Regions from separate parts of the Ovis aries genome. Here region 2 is linked to region 1. Evidence: chromatin contacts called from public Hi-C data. All regions are on one chromosome and are shown on one strand. The core of a region is the stretch at or near the end of the contact, and the rest is flanking DNA. Distances in the headings are between cores, read along the strand shown.

Region 1 (4,108 bases), core at 1,353-3,852:
GTGTGTGTCCGGCTGTAACCACTGGAGACAGTCCATGGAAACCATCATTACTGACTCTGCATGACTCTTTGTTCTCCTGTGCTGCCACGGCCTGGGAGAGTGCTGAATAGATCAGAAAGGGTGAGGTGCAGAAATAAGACTGAGGCGGCCAGAGAGCTATGTGAGCCCTGGAGGGGAAAGGGGTGGGGGACTGCAGACAGAGCTAGCCAAACCTTGGTCCCAGATCCATAAATCATCATGTCTGCTTCCTAACCTTCTGACTTCCACACTTAAATAGAGAAGACTTTTCTTACTCTTCTGACCATCCCCCACCAGGGCATTTTTTCGGTTTTACAAAGTGAGAGGGCCCATGCCTGGTAGGAAGGTGAACCTGGACTTTTCACTCCTTAAATGGATTACAGTAAGGAAACCTAGTCACACGGAAGCAGGAAAGACAGGAAAGAGTGCGTACTCACTGAGGCCAGTCTTGTCTGTAAACAGAACAACCCTGATGTGACTTGAAGGTCTAGGAAGATCCTAGGTCAGAAATCTCCCTCTCCTACGTCCCATGGGTTGCAAAGAGTCAGACACAAATGAGTGACTGAACTGACTGACCTACTATGGTGCCCAGATCCCACATGCACTTCTTAGGGTATCTCAGCATCGTCCTCTCATGGTCACAAAGGAAGCAGGGATTCAAGTACTGTCGGTACCTGGTTCTTAGAGACTGACCAGAGGAGCCTCTTCTATTTTTCCCTTTTCCAGGTCCCCACAAACATTTATTGGTTTTTACTCTATCCCAATCTCCAGGTACGCTGCACTCCATGGGGTCGATAAGAGTCAGGCACGACTGAGCGACTTCACTTTCACTTTCATGCATTGGAGAAGGAAATGGCAACCCACTCCAGTGTTCTTGCCTGGAGAATCCCAGGGACAGGGGAGCCTGGTGGGCTGCCATCTATGGGGTCACATAGAGTCGGACACGACTGAAGCGACTTAGCAGCAGCAGCAGCAGTCTCTAGGTACAAAGATAATGAAAACCCTTGCCCTCAAAGACTGCCAAGTTTGGGTGGAGGTTGGGAGTTCAGAGGCAGATATGAAAACATAATTTTTTTGTAACGGATTAGATTAGGAAACAAATCTGCACAAATACAGATGGAAATGCAGGTAAGTTAGGGAAGCTTTTCTAGTTGAGAAGACCTCTGACCTAAGGGGAAAGCAGGAGTTATCTAGGTATGAGTAGGGCAGAATGAGAACCAACTCCTCCACTTCCATTGGATCACTGGAATTTTATGTTTCATGCCATATACGCCCCCACCCCCCAACCCCCGCCAGTCCTGGGCTCTAGCTGTGCCAGTTCAGCTGTTGCCCTTCTCCTTACCCAGGTCTGAGTCTTCATTCAGACTCTAGCCAGGCAACCAATCATCATACAGTCACACTCTACTCTGGGCAGCCACATCTTACATTCTAGAACAGGTATGTCTAACATAAACATTAAATTTCCTAGTAGCTACATTTAAGAGGTAAAAATAAAAAGTGAAATTGTTTTAATGTTTTATTTAACCTAACGCATCCAAAATATTTCAACCTGAATATAAAAACACTGAGTTTACGGTTAACATGAGATATTTTAATATGATTTTTATGTTAAATCTTTGAAATTCAGTACATTTTTACACTTATAGTGCATCCCAGTTCCAGTCAGTCACACTTCAAGTGCTCAGTCGCCACCTGGGGCTAGTGGCTACCAATGTCAGACAGTGTAACTCAAATTCTGCCCAGACTGAGTGTACTTGCTGAGGCACTACTATATATTCCTCTAGATCTCTGTGCCCCCAATCAGGGCCCTGAGAACAAATTTGAAGGGAAGGCCTCTGAGGTTTTAGCCAAAGAGTAAAAGCACTCCTTCAGATCCAGACCTGGACAGCTATCCCTAAACTGATCCCAAACTTGCTGATGAGACAGCTTTTAGCAATCACGAATCCACAAGTGCATTAAGGTCAGACACATTTGACACTGGCCAGTAGGATACCCACTAAGAAAATCTGACAAGGAAACTGACAGGGCAGCCTGGAGGGGCCTGTGAAAGGTCATCTAGTGCTGCCGTTTGGGACTGAAAGGGTCTAAAAATACCTGGCATAATATCAGACACCTTCTTGTGTTAGTCTAGCAGCAACAAGAATCACACGTGAGAAAAATACTGAGAAAATTCTATCTATTAAGGCATTTCCACAAACTAGGAAAAGACCACTTTAAAGTTTTGCTTAGAGGAAGAAACACGGGTATTCCATGAAAGCAAAATTTGAAACCCACATATGAGAGTTCAATCCCCTCATATTAAGCCCAGAAAAAGGAAGTGTTTGGACCAAAATCTTTACTATGCCCTTTCCACTACTAACTGAAAAATATTTTAATTGGAGAGACTGTACCATCTCCAGGGTTCTTCCAAATTATCCTTCAGGATGACCCGCTCTGGGATAGATCATCAGCGGTCCCCAGTTTTGAGTTAGGAGCCAGCAGCCCTGAACAGGATTGTAGCACCGTGATCCCCCATCTTCTGAAATCTTGAGCGGAGGCGGCTTCTAGGGAGATTCTTTCGCCAACTCTACAACTTCCGGAGCCTGGCCTGGCCCGGCCCGGCCCAGCCCCTCTGCTGTGGCCCAGTTCCTGGCGGCAGGCCGGGCCTAACCGGTCAGCCCCCAGCGGAAGGGCAGCGAGGAGCCCCAGACGGAGGCCACACACACGAAGGCAGCCCACAGATTGTTAGCAGCCTCCCCGGGAACGGTTTCCGGGAGGCGAGTGGGCCGCAGGTCAGTACCAAAGTGCCAGAGAGGACCCCTCGACCCTCTAACTGCGAGTGGGCTTCCGGGGAAGGGATGGCTCTGTCGGTATCATACCTGTTCCCAAGCTTAGCACCCACCCCGCCTGCGCCGGCCGGGACGGGCCGCCTCTCAGCAATTCCTGAGGCTGGGGCTCACTCCGTCCTCCTAAGGCTGCCAACGAACGGCTCCGGCCTCGCAGGGGTCGCTCTGGTGAACCCCGGACTTGCTAGAGGATCTGACAGCCCGGGCTTTCTGCGGGGGCTGGGCGGGAGAGGCTTGCCTCCCTGGATGGAAGGACCTCCCAGCTCACTGGCGGTCCGCGGCCCGGCTGCTTCTGTGCCGGGGAAAGACATCCTAGAGCCTCGAAGCTCCGCCGAGCGCAGGTTGTCCCCGCGACAGGCCGCCTAAGCTTCTAGGGCACGGCGGAGCCTCGCGGCCTCCGCACCGGGAACCGTTTCCGGGTCGAATGCTTTTTGTAGCTGACCCGGCGCGGCCCGTGACGCAAGGGCCCAGACGGAAGTGCGGGCGGAGGAGCCCGAGCCGGAGCCCGGCCCGGAGCTGGTCCCGGGGGCTCCGGCTGTGGCGACTGCTGGGCCTGGCTGCGATGGCGACCCTGTGGGCCGGCCTCCTTCGTCTCGCCTCCATGCTCAGCCTGTCCTGCCTGGCGCTCTCGGTGCTGCTGCTGGTGCAGCTGTCAGACGCCGCCAAGGTGAGTCCCGCCCAGCCTTCGCTTCCGACCGGCGCTCCTCCTCTACCTCCGGCCTTGTCCACCTGAGCCCCACCCCAGTCCTCTGCCAGCCCTGCCAGCCCGATCCCTAGCGTCACAGCCCTGGCAGACCCCCGCCCGGAACCCTCCGGACCGCCGGATGGCACTCCCGCCCCCCATCCCTGACAGCCGGACAGCCCCCGCCCCCACCCCCTCCCACCCCGGGCGCTGACACCCTACCCCGCCCCACCTGGTCCAGACGGGCCCGGACAGCATGTCTGGCCCCTTAAATTTCCCTTCCCAGCCCTGACAGGACCCACTTCCAACTTTACAGCCTTTCCAACTCTGAGAGCTTTTAACTTGAGCTTTACACTTAAGCTCTGACAGTCTACCGTCACCCTTCACCAGCCTCACGGACCACCCTGCGAAATTCCCCAAGCCCATATAGGAAGGCCCAGCTCACAGGCGCCTTACCTCTTAGGAACTAACTCCTCTCAACTCATCTCTTAACAGATTCCCTTCCCACTGTAGGAACTTGCCTCTCCTGGCAGCCTTCCTTCTCAATAGGAAGGACCTACAGAGTCTCTCCAATACTTTGGCC
Region 2 (3,741 bases), core at 765-3,264, 250 kb after region 1:
TCCGAGTACTCTAGCACACCAGGACAAAAGCTGTCGGGATGTGACTCTAGTCTCGGACAGAGCTCAAACCCCCTTTTCCTATTCAATTACCACTTGATAAGCAAAAAAGGAAAAAATCACATTTCTAATAATGTCCCAAGAAGCCAGGGTCATCAGAACTGCTCAAAGAACAGGCTGAGAAAGGCAATTTTAACTTTACTCAAAGTCTCCTCAGGGTTCTGACTACCTCCATATCCATGGAGGGTAAGGAACACAAGGACCAGACTCCTAATAATATACAAAAATGCCTTTTTGGGGTGCAGGGTGGGATCTCTTCAGATAATGTTTGGCCTTAAATATCAACTGAACATATTAGGACTGTATTTTATTAGAACATGAAGGGTGAAGGGCTGTGCCTCATTGTAGTCTTGTGTAAAACAGACCAGAGCCAGCTAAAGTAAATTACTACTTACGTTCGGATGGGAAACCAGGGTATTGACAGTAGGAATAAGATATCTGATCAGATAAAAATTCAAGTGAAAAATGAAGTAAATGAAGCAGAGTAAAGTATCACTCTTCAAAGGTTTTACATGATCACAACTGAACAAGAGTTCAGTTCTGTTCAGTGCCTACCCATGGAAGTTCTACTGAATGGACTGTCTAGTAGGTAGCTGGGTGTATATTATGCAGAATTTTGAAAGGCACATAAAAGGTAAAAATAGTCACTTACTGATCGAACCACATCGATGATAGGAGCAGCTCCTGTCTTGTTCTTGGCAGCATTTACTCGTGTCTGCTCACTAACCAAGGTCCACAATTTATCAAGATTGACAGTCGGGCAGAAACTCTGGTTCCTCTTTAAGTGGTAATGCCTCATACCAACTTTCCCAAAGTACCCTGGGTGACTGGGAAAACAAGGCAACCATGTTCATTACCTCACTCCAACTGAGCTATGTTTTCCATCTTCACAGTCCATTTCCCTCCATTTCAGTGTACACTGTTCACTTGTGCAGAACACCAACCTAGCAGGAACTCCACTTGTCGAGTAAAACAAATCTTAACACTAGAATTCAGGTCACTTGAGAGCTTCTACACCCTCCTATCACACCAGACTCCTAACAAGTAGTTTTAATACCACCCCGATAAACTGTGGGCATAAACAGATCTAAAGGCTGTGTAAGTCGACCTGATGCATGTCACTAACCTGGTGACTGACTATGCCATAAGGGCCACAGCCAGTGAATAAGGTCAGCAGTTACTCTTCGAGGACTCTAGCACACTAAGGCAACAGTGGATACCCAAGCGTGACTCTAGCCTCGACAAGTGATGACAAGTTCAGCTCACATCAAACATAAACTAGAGAAAAACCAGCAATAGACAAGGTTCGTGAGTAGTGAGACTTGCTTCCCGCTGAAGTCTTTCTTTACCTACCCTCTACCCCTAAATCCCAAACTAGTAGTGTCAGTAGGACAGTGTGAAAACCACTCACTATTTGTCGAAGTTGATCCTATGATGATGCATGCCACCAGCATTACCTCGGCCTCCCGGGTGTTTCCGGTGTTTGCCTGCAGGAACACATAGCTACATGGCTAAAATAGCCTTCTCCAACCCGTCAATATTATTGTAGCAAAAGCATTTCCCCATACTTCTGGGCCTTTGTTTAATATCTCTTCCAGCAATGTTGCTCCTTCAAGACTCTTGGGATAAATATCACTTTGCAGTGTTCCACATAACACTAACACAGTACTTCATGCCTTCAACCAATTCAATACTGGGTCTCGTTCCATTTCCAACCCCCCAACTCATTCTCTGTAACAGGAGCACAGAAGATTCTCAAATAAAAAGCCAACAGCTAATGATCCAGTTCAATCCAACTCGACCGCATGAGCTCTGACAAACCCACTTCACTTAGCTACCTACTGACAAGCAAGCAGCCGGCAGGGACAGTCCAAGGTCGACCAGAATGGGGAAACAGCACTTACCGATGCGGCCGTGGCCGTGGCTCACGTGGCCCCTAAGTTTCCGGGTCTTCCTTAGTCTGGATGGCTGTATGGGAAAAGGTACTTAATGAGAAGGCCGAAGAGAAGCGGGGCAGGGGGCGAAAGCGTGCCAGTCTGTGAGGGACCCGCAAGCCTAGGGGTTTGCTCCGTGGCGCCGTCAGCAAAACTGAGGTTACAAGCCACGCCTGGAACCGTGCGGCCTCATCAGGGAAGAGCCCGGGCGCCCCGGCCCGCGTGTCTCGAGAATCCAAGTTCCTGGATGAACACGCGGCCCTAGCTTCCCCGCCCTGCTCCGGGCCCATGCCGGCCACTCCGCCCCGCGGCTGGCCTTGCGCAGCCTTAGAAGACCAGGGCAAGCTCGGGAGTAGATGGCTGGAGTGCTTGGTGAGTAAAGCTCGCGGGTTGAGACTACGACTACGCGGACCATCCTCACGAACCACCTACCATGTCGGCGGCCTAGACGAAAGAGGAAAGCCTCCCCGAAGTCTCGCGATCTATCGAGCACGGGGGCGGAGTTATCGCCTCACTTCCTGTCTGGGAGGCAGGGTCGCGGGCGGGGCCTCTTTGGCGTCGCGGGTCTCGCGCGACTCCGGGTCTTGCGTTTTCCTTTTCCGGTGGCCTCCCTGTTAATTACAGAGCTGTTCCGGAGGCTGCAGTGTGCCGTGTATCGTTTCTGTGATGTCCCGCGGGCGCTCGCGCTCAGAGGCTGATATCTGTCTCGGAAGGCGGGGTTTGGCGCCTTAAAGTGCATTCGGTTGCGGCTTTGTTGGGCCGGGCTTTTTTCCCAGCGCCAAGGCCCCGGAGTCGGCCGGGGCCACCGTGTTTCTCAGCTCCTCACCAACCGCCCCATACCTGAGCGACCCCGCGCTTCTCGCTGTGTTCCTGGAGGTCGTCTTGGCCCGGGCGGTAGCGGTTGCTTGCTGCATTGAGGGACTATTTGACCCTCAGTGTGCCCACCCGGTCTCTCTCTCTGCTCCCTTTCAAGTCTTCGTAGATGTCTCTACCACCCTCTGGGACTTGCTCGGCCCACACTCCTGAGTGGGCTCAAGGTCTTCCTTTCTCCTTTGCCCTTGTGCCATTGTCCTGGGCATTTCCGTTTAAACAAGCTCCTTTTAGGGACCTCTACACCAGGATGCTTTAGGGTCCTTTGTTCTCCAGACTGTAATTCTACCCGTCCATTTTAATTTTCACTGGAACCTGCTTAGCATGCTCATGACCTCGTCTTCTGGCCCGGAGAACCACTCCTTGATCTGGACTCTGCAAGAGTCTCCTCTTGTAGAACTTCTCTGACTCATTCAGTTATAGTTGCTTACTTCTCCCCACTGTGCTTAAAATCTACCGCAAAACTCTTCTACTTGTTGATCCGTGTTTATCTTTCCTACCATACCAAATTCCTTAAAGGCTGGAGGATTGTTTTCTTTTACCCAGGCACTCCTAGCTCCCGGCATGAAGTACGTGTTCAACAAATGATCCTTAAGTGAATGAATGCACCTGTCCTCACCTCCCTTTGTAGACTAAAGTGGAAGAGGCGTATTTCCCGTTTTAAGTCTTAACCAGTGTTCAGGATCACCTTCCTCAGTTAACTCTAGTATGTGCTGTGTGTGCGAATTTTCTGTGCCTTGTTCCCTTCAGCTAAAATATAGTTTAGCTAAAGTATCCTAAATTCTCCCTGTTTCTGTTTATTACCTCTCCTCTTTCCTTTTCAGCCAGGCTCCCCAAAAGAATAGTCAACAAATCCTGTTAATGCTAGCTTCCCATTCAT

Evidence for each region. Hi-C and Micro-C count contacts between places; a contact is called where the count stands out from the background.
Region 2: a contact with region 1 is called in a Hi-C map of liver, with 3 times the contacts expected there. The contact joins the promoter of TRIM66 here to the promoter of TMEM9B in region 1. A contact is called at or near these places in 5 of 16 Hi-C or Micro-C datasets (hypothalamus, liver, muscle and 2 more).

Annotation. Positions count from the first base shown.
Region 1 is chr15:43,334,968-43,339,075 of ARS-UI_Ramb_v3.0, forward strand. TMEM9B (TMEM9 domain family member B) reads left to right here and starts at 2,603. Exons shown (of 5, transcript XM_060399934.1): 1 at 2,603-2,789.
Region 2 is chr15:43,585,861-43,589,601 of ARS-UI_Ramb_v3.0, forward strand. TRIM66 (tripartite motif containing 66) reads left to right here and starts at 2,015. Exons shown (of 20, transcript XM_060399936.1): 1 at 2,015-2,363. RPL27A (ribosomal protein L27a) reads right to left here and starts at 2,449. Exons shown (of 5, transcript XM_004023015.5): 1 at 2,424-2,449; 2 at 1,962-2,025; 3 at 1,469-1,544; 4 at 710-884. The coding sequence starts at 2,426. It overlaps LOC114118580 (small nucleolar RNA SNORA3/SNORA45 family), which reads right to left and starts at 1,300; the gene lies at 1,171-1,300. LOC114118581 (small nucleolar RNA SNORA3/SNORA45 family) reads right to left here and starts at 57; the gene lies at 1-57.